3 separate regions of the Sus scrofa genome follow, and regions 1 and 3 are each linked to region 2. A link is a contact called in public HiChIP or PLAC-seq data. All regions are on one chromosome and are shown on one strand. The core of a region is the stretch at or near the end of the contact, and the rest is flanking DNA. Distances in the headings are between cores, read along the strand shown.

Region 1 (4,087 bases), core at 1,331-3,830, 500 kb before region 2:
TTTGCAATCTGATTCTTTCTTAGTGTAGTATTTTGATAAACAGAGCAAAATAAGAACAAATGTACCTGAACTGCTTCTTCTTGGGAAACAAGAAAACATTGAGCAGTATTCGTTGTAATAAAGGGATCTTGGAAAGCTTATATCTACTTTTTTTCAAATTCAAGTGTTCTATTTCAGTTGAAGATCACTGCTAACTTTGAGTGTGTTTTATTTACAAAGATAAGTCACAGAATTGTAGCTATGGTAAATGCAATATTTTGGTAAGTTACTTTTTTTTTTTGTCTTTTTGCCATTTCTTGGGCCGCTCCCATGGCATATGGAGGTTCCCAGGCTAGGGGTCAAATCGGAGCTGTAGCCACCAGCCTATGCCAGAGCCACAGCAACGTGGGATCCGAGCCGCGTCTACGACCTACACCACAGCTCACGGCAATGCCAGATCATTAACCCACTGAGCAAGGCCAGGAATCGGACCTGCAACCTCATGGTTCCTAGTTGGATTTGTTAACCACTGCACCACGACGGGAACTCCCAGTAAGTTACTTTTGATTGCTTACTTTAAAACATCCAAAATTCCTCTGAGCCTCTCCTCAAGTCTTTTCTGTGGCAACCTGACATTAAGTCCAAGTCTAGAAGTTGGATTGGAATTTTATCAGGCAACAGACACTCTGAATGCTGCCAAAGAGCGAAGCAGACCGGTTTCACTCTGTCCTTGAGGTTATGTGATTCTACTGTTCTTTCACATGGCTGGCAATTTATTCTTTCTCAATGTTTCCTAACTTTCCAATTTTTTCAAATCTCTTCCATCTACTCTATTCTGTTTATCATTAGCAGATGGTTTTGCCTGCAAATCCCTGAGACAGAGCCTGTTCACTGGTGTCCACTCTCTGCTTCTTGCCTCTGTTTCTGTCCTCTCCTTACTTCCAGTGACAACAGAGAATATCTATTCCTCCGGGGTTACTCTGAATTCAGCTCAAGCCCAAATTCTCAAGATTTTTATGAGTCATCCATCTGGTCTCTTTCCCGTTTGCTCAGCTTCTCCATTTCAACTGTGTCCTTTCCATCAGTATTTAGACATTCTCATCTTGTCAGTCTTAAAAATAAGGCATACTTAAGCCACAAACCACTTTCCCTGGTTTCACATGTTTTTCTCCTTGTGATACCTTGATCTATAAAAAAAAGCTATCTTCGCTAATTGTTTTGACATCTTGACACCCTGTTCTCTCTTCATCCTTCTCCAGTGTGTCTTCCGACCCACCACTTCACCAAAATAGTTCCATGTTGTTTGAACCAATGCATATTTTTCAGTCATTTTCTCACTTGACTTCTCAGCTATTGTTCATACTATATCTTCTGGAAGCACTCTCTCTTTTGCCTTCTGTGACATGATAATCTCCTGGTTTTCCTTCTTTCTCCCTGGTTTTTCTTTGCAGGCTCTCTTATGGGGTAAACTTTCTTGGCTTAGGTGTTAAATATGGAGTTCCTCAAGGATTGGTACTGAATTCCTTTATCTATGTTCTGCCTGGCTGACTTCATACACTTTCTATCTTTAATGACCATCCACATATCAACCTCTCAGATTTACATCCCAGCCCAGACTTGTCTTATAAACTTGAGTTTTTTATACCTCTTGCCACTGATTGATCTCTCAGAGGCACCTCTGCCTGCAGAATTCTATATAAGCTCTTCAACCTCATTCTCAATCCTGCTGTATCTCCACCTAACACATGTACCCAGGTGTTCACCTCAGCATCTGAGCAACATCCTTGAAGTCATCTATAGTAACGATGACTAACCATGTATTATTTACTATAATGGCTGGATATTTCTCAGATCCATTACTATGGCTCCATCTCCTTTATCACCATTCTAATCCAGGCCACCATCATCTTTATCTCAGACTATACTATATCCTCCTATGGTCTCTTTACATCTTCTCTGGTCCCCTTTCAATCTATATGTGACACAATAGCTAAACAATCCTAAAAGGCTGCAATCAAAATTCTGATCATAGTGCTCTCCTCAAACAAAATGCTTAAATGATTTTACACTGTCTAAGGAATAAAGCCCAAAGTTTTTTTCTGAGACTTCAAGGCCTGCATGGTCTGGCTCCTGTACTTGACATCAGCTTCACCTAGTATTATTCTCCTCCTTCTCATTTTTTCCCTCTTCTTTGATTGCACAGAGAATTTTCCTAATGTTCAGCTCATTGAATTTTTTCACTGACCTTCCCCTACTATGAGCCTAGCCCCTCACATACTCTTTCAGATCTGCACTTCTTTCAGACCTCAGTTTAAGTGTGGTTTTTCAGATAGGACCTCTGACTCCCCAATCTAATTAGCACCACCCCCATTATATACTTAGCTTCTTCTTAGCATTTCACACAACTTTATCTTACTCATAGTTTATCTTATACACCTGGTTCAGTAACTACCAGTTAAGTAGATGGTCTGTAAATGATTGCTCAGGGGAGAGAAGAATATACATACTTGATTCTTTACAAAACATCTTTATATATATATATTTCTCCAAGGTCAGATAAGTAGGAAGTCCATCAAACTAAGTTCCTTGTTCTATTTCCCTATAATAGCTGATGCTAAATATAGTATGATTAATACTCAAATTTTGCAATTGTAGTAGTGATTCAGACATACATTTGTAGATGGTAAAATTTAATATGCATCTTCTAGGCTCAATTTTTTAAATTAACTAAAAAATTAGAAATTTACATCTGAAATTAATAAACTTCAGAACATCTAGGACATGTATGAAAGTATTAATAGTTTTACCCCTAGTGATGAATTCCAGATAATTTTTATCATGCCCTTTCTCTTTTTGGTTTACCTAGACTTTCATTTTTTTTCCTCCAAATCAGCATGTATAATATTAAAAATTAAAAATTTCCAGGAATACAGCAAAAGGTCAAAGATGTTTTTAAAAATAATAAGCTTTATTTTTTAGAAACACAGTAATTTTTCAATATTTTTTAATATCATTTTTTACTCTATTCCCGGCTACTTACCATTCTACAGCTTCTGGAAGTTCTCCCTTCCCTGGCTTGACATGGCAATGTCTTCTCATTATCCTCCTTCCTCTCTTTATAAACTCTTTTATGGTCTAATCCCTTTTTGGTCAAATATTGGAGTTCCTCAGGGCTCAGTTCTAGGCAACTTTGTTATTTGGTGCATGCACCTGCATGCACTAAAATGAATATTAAGACAAGAGGAACTTTCTCTCTCTGACAAGAACTTTGTTTCATTTTTGAATTTCCTCTTTTCCTAATCATGATCATTATCTTTCTGTCCAGTTAGTTCTCAAAAGTACTGAATTATGACAGTAGCTTATACATGGCAGAAAGGTTTGACTGCCATGGAAGGAAAATACATTCATGAAGGCTTGTATAACTAGAAGCCAGATTGCCAATAGCTACCACTCAGGCAAGTTAGGGGCCATAGAGAATTCTAGTTTGAGTCATCCACTGGGATGGAGATTAAGATAGGTAGTAGGGATAAAGAATACCAGGACTGGAATAAGGAAAGTGAATGACTTTTCAGAGTGGTTGGTTCATTGTTTTTTTAAAGAATAACTTTAAAAAACACATTATTATGTAACACTGACTCAGAAAAGGCAAATAGGCAAAAAAAAAAAGAGCGAGGGAAATAAAGAAAAAAATTCAAAATTATCTATAAGCCAGCCATACCTGATATTGGGATAACTTCCTACACTTTAATATTTATTTGAATTTATCTTTACAAAAATGAAATTGTGCTATTTATGACAATTTATAATCTTTTTTTCTTTCAGAATGCCTTAAAATTTTCTCTAACACATTGTTTTCTGAGAATATATTGTAGATGGTAGATTGTTTCATATGACTTAAAAACTTTAAAATTACATTCTATAAGTAGTTATATTTAATTCAGTAAATCCAGTTACTCTTTTTTGTTGAAATATAACTTACCAAGACATTAAAAAATATAATAAACCTCTTTTAATAAAATAAACTTAGTATTTGGCAATTAAAACAAAAAGTATAATTTAGTAAAAAATAAATGTAGAGGAAATGATTATGCCTTCTTTTTAGTTTCTT
Region 2 (4,200 bases), core at 651-3,150:
ATATGCAATACACAACCAAGACAGACACCAACATTAATAATTAAATTCAAAATAGCAAATACTTACCATACAAAATAAACAGCAAATACATCTCTTATGAAAACCAGAGCCATCTGGACATGGGGGCCAGATTCTCTGGAAACCATGTCAAGTTTGAGCACTGTGGAATCTCAGGCCAGCTGCAAGATTTTTTTCTCAAGTTGGCATAAGGTTCAGGAGAACCAGAACTGGACAAGGTCATTTTACCAAAACTGACAATAAATAATTGGAACAATTCCACTGTGGGTCGTTCAGGCCTTTAGAATTTACATGTTGTACCTTCACAGAGACTCTGGTCAATGAGCTCTCCACTGAAAACAAATTCAGTACAGCTACTTCTAACAGGCTTCCACATACCTTAGGGTGGCTCTCACCGAAGCCTTAGTTGAAGTTCTTGGTCTAGGAAGTTTAAGTACTAAGCAACAATCTGTTTCAGCACCTTTTGACCACAACAGAAGCAAAGAAAAATCCTACATAAATAAGAACAAAGTTTATAAAGTGCTTATGAAATTACAAACATGTCAAATTAGAGCAATGCAAATAAATGTCCATTTCATCACCAAAGGTAAATGCAGAATGAATGGGTCACTGTCCTGTCACGATCTGACGTGCCTCTCAAATCAGTAGTTTTGGTCCGGCACAGTTTGCAAAAAACAAACAAACAAAAATCTTCATCATGAATGAATACATAAATATTTTAAATCCACCACAATTCATTCTTTCTATGAGATTCAAAAAAAAGCACCAATTTCAAAAGATCTGCTACCAAACTCTTCCTGGAGTAGGCCCACATGATCCACATTTTTAAACCTATGTTAAAGCTGAATGAAACCAAACCAAACTGCACCTTTTCCTTTACTTTTTGTTTAAACACCTTTGTATGCAACGTAGCGTAAAATATGGGAAAACTTCAAATAAATGAAAGAATAAAGGGACATGTCTAAAGATGACTACTGCATTCAATTTGATTTTCTATTTTCCAGTGCAAACAAAAAGCTTCATAAGAACAAGTCTTGTCCTCTTCCAGATTCAGAAGTGTGAAGGATGCCCATAGGGAGTCACTCCTTGCTGTGGCTGGTTACCTAAGGAGAAAAATAAATTCAGATAAGATTGCAGATGCAAAATTATGCCACAGGTAGACAGTATGCTCTTGTCACTGCCTTCAAGTACCAAGCTCAGGAAGAGGGGAGCAGGTGGACTGGTCAGGGGGTACAACACTAGCCCAGAGTTTTATTACTGCTATTGAATTCATTCTGCGGTGGGGGGCTCTGCATTGGAGTTGCATACCTGCCAAGGCAGCATAAAGCTTTGGGATGCAGGGAATTGGCCCATCAAAAGTCTCTATCTCTGAACTAACAAATATCTCTACTAATATACAGAAGAACTATGAGTATCATAAAACACTGAACGTTTTCAAAACTTTAGGAAAGCACATCAGAGAGTCTGCTTTACCATGAACATCATACTAGGTAAGAGAGCGGTAGCTTGAAATTGGACAGTTGTCTGCAAATGGCTGTATGTGCATCAGAGAGAACCGTGCAAGAGTATATGCTTGTGAAAGAGTGGCTGTGTGTGTGGTGTGGGTGTGTGCATGTATGTGTGTAGGCACACACAAAGAGAAAAATGACATGGGCTTAAAAATAACTGCTGATTGCACAACTCCAGTGGGACTATTCAAATCCAGAGGCCCCGTGCACATGGACTGTGGCATAAAAGGAGCCCCTAGAGTTGTGCAATGGGCAGCTCAGCTTGGTTGCCTTTATTCAACAAAAGAAACCGGACATAACTGCTGATATCAGGCAGCAGCATCTTGTGGTTAAGACATGGGGTCTAGAAGGAGATGGTCTAAGTCCCAGCTCTTGGCTGAGTCACTCTGGGCAAACAGGTCAACACCCCCATTGTTCAGTTGTTTCCTCATCTACAGTATGGGAAAAGCCACAATTCTTCATCTCAAGGGGTGGTTTAGGAATGAAGTGAATGAACACATATAAAGTCATAGTTCCTGGGTCTAAGAAAGTACTCCAGAAATAATGGTTTAAAAAAAAAAAAAAAAAAAAAAAACATTTTGTGAGTTTGGGGAATCTGCAACTCCTTTAAAATCCGAAGTACATATCTGAAATCACTAGAAGAAAATTAAAAATAGAACATGTTGTCTCTACCTTAAAATTATATTCTATTGCCATGCAAAAATATGAACTTTGGAATTGGTGAAATACAGTGAAATTTTAACTGCATGTGTTTAATAGATCATACTGATTGAACAGTCATTGGAAAAAGATTGCTTTACACAATTAACTGAAATTAAATGAGGGAAATACTCTACAGGGGAAACAAAAAAAAAGACCTTGGTTATGCCCTCAGAGAGATAGAAGATATGAGAGATGTTCCCTCGGCCCAGGAAAAAACACAGGCAGCAGCCGGGCGGGACACTAAGACCAGAACCAAGCTGCCACTCAGTCATACACCACACCCTTCCCTCACAGTTCCCACCAGAGCTGCACCACCACCCTCAGAGCTTGTTGCTCTTTGCTCTCTACTTCAGAAGCACAGAATCAAGACCCCAGAGGAATCTCTGGTCTCGCTCCTCACCACACGAATGACAGGTAATGGCAGTGGAGTTGGCACTAGAATTTAGGTCTTCTGATTTCTGGGCCAATACTCTTTGTATCACTGGGGACTTGCTCCCATTTCTAAAAGAACCCTACCCTGGGACTCCAGCACAGGGTGAGGGGACTCACGGGAGCTGAGCTGGCACTGAGATTAGGTCTAAGAAAATAGGTGGTGGGCATGCACCTAGAGAGGCAGCAGCTGGCACGGCAGCAAGAGTACTGGGGAAAAACGCTACCCTGCAATGCCATCTGCCAGCGTGTTACAGGCTTTGGTTTCTCCCAGTCACTATCGGCAAGGAGTTGCCCTGGTAAGAGTGTCTCGGCCCTAGTGACCAGGGCATGGGTCTTTCTAGCACTAGCCTCTCCATATCTCTTGAGGGTGTTGGCAGAGTTGTGCCAGGGTGTCCAGCTTGATGAGCAAAGCACCTGCCATTCCACCAGGGTCCCCCAGATGGAAAGGAACATTCTCAATTCAGATGGAAGCAACAGGAAAACATCGTCACTGAACTCAAAGACATAAGACTGGGCCTTTCAGGAAAAGAAGCATACAAACCAAAACAGGACAAAATGAGAATAGCCTGGACTTAACCAAACATGCAAATGGCATGGAGGAAGCCAGTAGTTTTCGAGGATCTGCCACTTGCGTTTTGCCAGATGGCTCATTTTTCATGTCCTGGGAGCCGTCTGTTCCCAGCAGAGCGTACTTACTAGAAAGCTGCTTCTGGAGCTGCCGCACCAGGGCGGCCGTCTGCTGCTGCTGCTGGGTCTGCTGCAAGCCTTGCCTGGGAAACTGGAATCAGGAGAAAGGAGGGAAATCAGTTCCCATCACGGACAAGAGCAGAAAGTCTGCAGTGTGCTTTTAAACAGTGCCCAGGGCCACACCCAGGTCAACACCCGGTCATCATCTGAAGTGCCCAATCCCTTCCAAAACCCATCTCTGGCTGGTGACGTGGCCTTTACTGGAAGAGCCATGGCAGAAGGAGCCTAGTGGTGTCCAGTGGCTCAAGTAACCTTGTGACCTCATCCTTCACCCACTGACTGGTTAGTCACACCATGTTATAAGCCATTTACATCTACAAATTGAAAGCTGTCTGGTGGGAGGATTTGGGCAAGCACCTCAGGCCTGGCCTTGGGTTAAGGGTGAATGAAGACAAGAGCATAGTGAGGAGAGAAGGGGCCTGGGTCTAGGATTCATCAGGGGATGAGTCATCCAAAGCAGGATAAAGGTTGGGCAGGGGGAGCCCAGTGAGGCACAAAGGACCACACTTTAAGAGGCCCTGGCTTCCAGGGTGGTGCAAGTGCAGGCATGATATAAGGGCCTGTGCCCTGGTTCTAGCCAGTAAGTTAATACAAGAAATTGTGGTGGTTATTTCCAAGAGGAGGGACAAAAACCTATCTGGCAGAAGCAAAATTACCTTTGATTAAAATCATCAATAGTGCTGCTCTACTTTTTTCTTTAACCTTCCAATTTCAGGCTACCAATCTATTCTTCCTTTTCTTTCTTCCCTGTCCCTCTCCTCCTTTCCCCCAGGCTTACTGCTGAGGTAACAAA
Region 3 (3,941 bases), core at 803-3,302, 270 kb after region 2:
ACCCATGATAGAAATGGACTCATTACTGGCCCTTCTCAATCACAGCAAAGTCTAAATGTCTGGACATACCACTTTCTCCCTCAACCATGTTAATATAACTGCCCTTTTACTAATAGAGTTATTTTAAGAAAGAAGAAAACAGTTGTAAAAGGTTAGCAAGGCTTCCTCTGGTGTCCAGCGGGGAAATGAGTAACACGAGGCCTAAGAAGCTCAGGCGGGGCCGTGATCGGCATTAATAACTCCACAGGCACCACAATGGGAAGACACTTATGGGTGCTTTCCTAGTTTCCTTGACTTCTGCCTCATTTGACCCTCTTATCTTGAGTCCCATTTTAAAGAGTGACTTTTTTGGAGTTCCCATTGTGGTGCAGTGGAAACGAATCTGACTAGCATCCATGAAGATGCAGGTTCTATCCCAGACTTCGCTCAGTGGGTTAAAGATCTGTATTATTGCTGTGGCTATGGTGTAGGCCAGCAGCTACAGTTCTGATTCGAACCCTTGCCTGGGAATCTTCATATGCCTGGGGTATAGCCCTTAAAAAAAAAAAAAAAGCAATAAAAATAAAATGACTTCTTTTTTTCTTAAACATGTTTAAAAAGAACAGAAAAGACCTAAGCACTGAAATGAGGGTGATCGCTCTTACAACATGGTAGCAGCCAGCGGGCCTGGGGTGGGCCAGTCCCATCCAACCGCCCCCTACTGGGGGTAAAGCCTCTGTGAAAATCTGAGAAAGTAAAACGTCTGATAGGTCCAGGCTGTGCTTTATGGATTACCAGACTGTGTGATATGTATGTGTGTCCCCACAGTAGTCCGAAGGGAACCAAAGGATCACATTCCTGCCATCTCTCCAGGGTCTCACTGCCTTCCTAAACCCATCAGTCAGGAAGGGTAGCAGTTAGTGTTTACTGAGAACCATTTAAAGCCAGGCACTATTAATTTTGAAATGCTTTATCCATATAGTTTCCTGCCATTTCCACATCAGGAGATAGGATGCCCCATGCACAAAGGAAGAAACTGAGACTCATCCAGGTGACTGAATCGTCTGTAACACCACCAAGAAATGCACTAACCTGCTGACTTGCCTGCCAAGACCTCTCCTGTCAGCTGCCCTCCCACTTCCACCTGCACAGATCCTCTTATACATCTGGACCTGATCCACTGGTAAAACTGACATATTACACAGAGCTCATCCCTGCCTTCACCCCAACCCTTCCGAGGCAAATCTTTCAGAAGGGTTGCCCCTTCCAGTTCAAGGACCCAGTCATTTTTTTTTTTTTCTTCCTTTTTACGGTTGCACCTGCAGCATGTGGAAGTTCTCAGGCTAGGGATCCAATCAGAGCTAGAGCTGCTGGCCTACACCACAGCTACAGCAACGCTGTGGGATCCGAGCCACACCTTCGACCTACACCACAGCTCACAGTAATCCCGGATGCTTAACCCACTGAGTGAAGCCAGGGATCGAATCCTCATCTTCATCAATACTAGTCGGTTCATTGCTCTGAGCGACAACAGGAACTCCCCAGATGCTTTTTTAAGAGCCTCCAAAAACCAATTCAGTGAACATCTCTGGAAGACACATTAGGCCCAGCTCAATGCTGGAGGCAGTGAAGAAACTGAGGTTTGGCCTGGCGGATCATGTGGTCAGAGTTCCCCGGCCACAATGGTGTAGAGCTAGTCTGGCCTTGGAGGCCTGGGCCAGAGTGGAAGAAAGGCCTGCTCCGGACTTTCCAGTCAAAAATCTCACATGAACTCATTGCACCTGTCCAGGGAGTACTCTGTGAATGGTCTATGCAGAAAATAAATGCAAACAATAAACAGTCGGTATTCTGGTGTCTGGTGTGTGGTGGCTGGGATCTGCCGTCAGGGAAAGAGGAAATGCACACCTGCCACTGTTTGGGCACACACTGTTACCAGCACAGTTGGGCTGGCCTTTCCCTTTGTTACTCAGGAGAAAGTCTGCCTCCTCCAGCACCAGAGGGAGAAGTGAAAAGGCAGCTCTTCCTGCTTCCTTTCAACTTTCCCTTCTATCCATGCCCCTGGGGAGCACCCAAAGCCACAGCTGCTTCCTCCCTCCTGCCCAGCACAGCACAAACCAGGAGAGAAGCCAAGCAGAAGGAAGTGGTCTGGGGCTCTGGAAGGTGGAGGGGGCACCTCCCTGGCTTGCTGCTCAGAGAGGAGGTCAGCAAGGTGACCCCTGCCTGTGGGTCCCAGGCAACAGACTCAGGCAGGGATTGGAATCCGGAGGTCCCCACGGCCCCCACTGTAAGGCCCCCATGAGGATTCTGGGCTTCTCTGCCTCTAGTACGCAGAGTAGACATGGTTCTGAAACACTGAACGGGCCAATCGTGAGTGAGTGCTGCATAAGACACTCCCAGGAGCTGGAGAGTGACAGGCATCTGAGTGGACATGGCCCACAGACACACTGCTTGGCTGGCAGAGTGGTTTAAGACTGGGAAAGCTGACATTCAAGTTCTCCTGAAATTCTGGAAGGTCAGGCAACAGTGGGTCTGCAAACCAAGCAGAAGCCAAGAAAGGCTACCCGGTGCAGAAAGGGCAGCCCCCTTTCCCAGTGACCTTGGCCTCACCCTCTGGGGGAACTGTATACAGCAGCCCACCTCTAGTTTATATCGCCTGCCTGGCCACTGGTGACAGGAGTCTCTGAGCCCCATTCTAAGTGTTATAGACTTTGATATCTCACATATACTGAATGGAAACCCAAGTAGCATAAATCTAGAATAAGTAAACATCGAGGATGTTGAGATGTATACTTTCTACCTTACCCATCACTTGGAAGCAGTAGCTGGCTCGGGGGGGGGGGGGCAGGTAATGGAATAACATTCTCCATGGCTAGCTGTGAACGCATGCCTGGCACACCCCACAGGGGGCACACTGCCAGCTCCTATTCTCACGCTGGCCACAGTCCAACCACAGGGCAGGACCAAGCCCTCAAATGCCTTCATGCCCATGCATAATGGTTTTAGCAGGCTTTCACCAAATACCGAGAATGATCACACACACCAGCCTGAACCTTAGATTTCTGAGTCCTCTAGACAGCTGCTTTCCCCACTCCCTATCCAGAGAAAAGGGAACCCAGGGGTAAAGGTCAAATTTCCCAAACAGACGTGGGAAGCACTCTGCAGTCTGGGGCCCAAGCATACCTAAACATGTCTTCAGCAAGCACAAACCTCAACCTTATTGCAACTGCAGGGGTTGGTCAGTTTTTCTACTACCTACTGTGTTGTCTAAGTCCTAACACAAATTATGAAACCAAAAAAGGGGAAGTGCATTAAAAAGAAGTGAGCTGTTTCTGAATCCTAACCACACCACTTTATAGAACTCCTTATCAGAGAATTATGCCCTCAGACTGGTTCTTCCACAATAATACTAATAATGCTTGCCACGTTATTATCATTAACAGTAACAATTCTTTAAGACTTACGTATATAGGGCTTTAGAATTCTCAAAGTGCTCATGTCTCCTTAGAGATAGAGAGGGCAAGTATGTGTTCTATGCCAATGTGACAAGAAAGGACACTTAGGCACGAGTAACTTGTCTGTAACCTGCTCAAAATCGAATGACTGATTAGGAATCAAAACAGCTCTGCAGCTCATAAGCGAATTCCAGAAATATTGTAAAAATTACTTATGTTAAATATTTCAGAAAGATATGTCCAGTTACTCTTCCTGACAGATTAAGAAAAGGTGACCAGTCTGAATTACAGGTTTAAAAATGTGGTTTTTGTCTTACTCATAAAAAGGCATAGTAACCACAAAGCAACCACTCACTTACATCAAATCTTTCCAGAGTTGAGTCAACATTCAATATAATTACTCTTGAATGGGCTACACGGACATTTTCTCCAGTGAAGTCTGTGACTAGAGCACCGAGGACTCTCAGCCCTGGGCACATGGCGCCCTCTAGTGGCAAACACCTCCCTGCA

Evidence for each region. HiChIP or PLAC-seq counts read pairs in DNA pulled down with a chosen protein or histone mark.
Region 1: a contact with region 2 is called in an H3K27ac HiChIP or PLAC-seq map of alveolar macrophages. The contact joins two enhancer-like sites. A contact is called at or near these places in 1 of 5 promoter capture datasets (fetal skeletal muscle) and 1 of 2 datasets of contacts at active chromatin or transcription factors (alveolar macrophages).
Region 3: an H3K27ac HiChIP or PLAC-seq map of alveolar macrophages shows a contact between it and region 2. The contact joins two enhancer-like sites. A contact is called at or near these places in 1 of 47 Hi-C or Micro-C datasets (embryonic fibroblasts) and 1 of 2 datasets of contacts at active chromatin or transcription factors (alveolar macrophages).

The regions. Positions count from the first base shown.
Region 1 is chr13:92,122,719-92,126,805 of Sscrofa11.1, reverse strand. All of the region lies in intron 1 of SUCNR1 (succinate receptor 1), which reads right to left. Among named protein-coding and RNA genes, the nearest start is that of SUCNR1, 8.0 kb to the right of the region's middle. Within about 2 kb of position 2,580, at least 6 of the 83 cell types and tissues checked have an H3K27ac peak or open chromatin away from gene starts, as enhancers often do. A contact at or near this core is called in alveolar macrophages, where this site is marked.
Region 2 is chr13:91,618,836-91,623,035 of Sscrofa11.1, reverse strand. It overlaps MED12L (mediator of RNA polymerase II transcription subunit 12-like protein), which reads right to left. Exons shown (of 46, transcript XM_021069608.1): 45 at 3,357-3,438; 46 at 1-1,121. The coding sequence ends at 1,069. Among named protein-coding and RNA genes, the nearest start is that of IGSF10, 59 kb to the left of the region's middle. Within about 2 kb of position 1,900, at least 6 of the 83 cell types and tissues checked have an H3K27ac peak or open chromatin away from gene starts, as enhancers often do. A contact at or near this core is called in alveolar macrophages, where this site is marked.
Region 3 is chr13:91,352,457-91,356,397 of Sscrofa11.1, reverse strand. The region is part of intron 11 of MED12L (mediator of RNA polymerase II transcription subunit 12-like protein); the gene reads right to left. Among named protein-coding and RNA genes, the nearest start is that of GPR171, 36 kb to the left of the region's middle. Within about 2 kb of position 2,052, at least 17 of the 83 cell types and tissues checked have an H3K27ac peak or open chromatin away from gene starts, as enhancers often do. A contact at or near this core is called in alveolar macrophages, where this site is marked.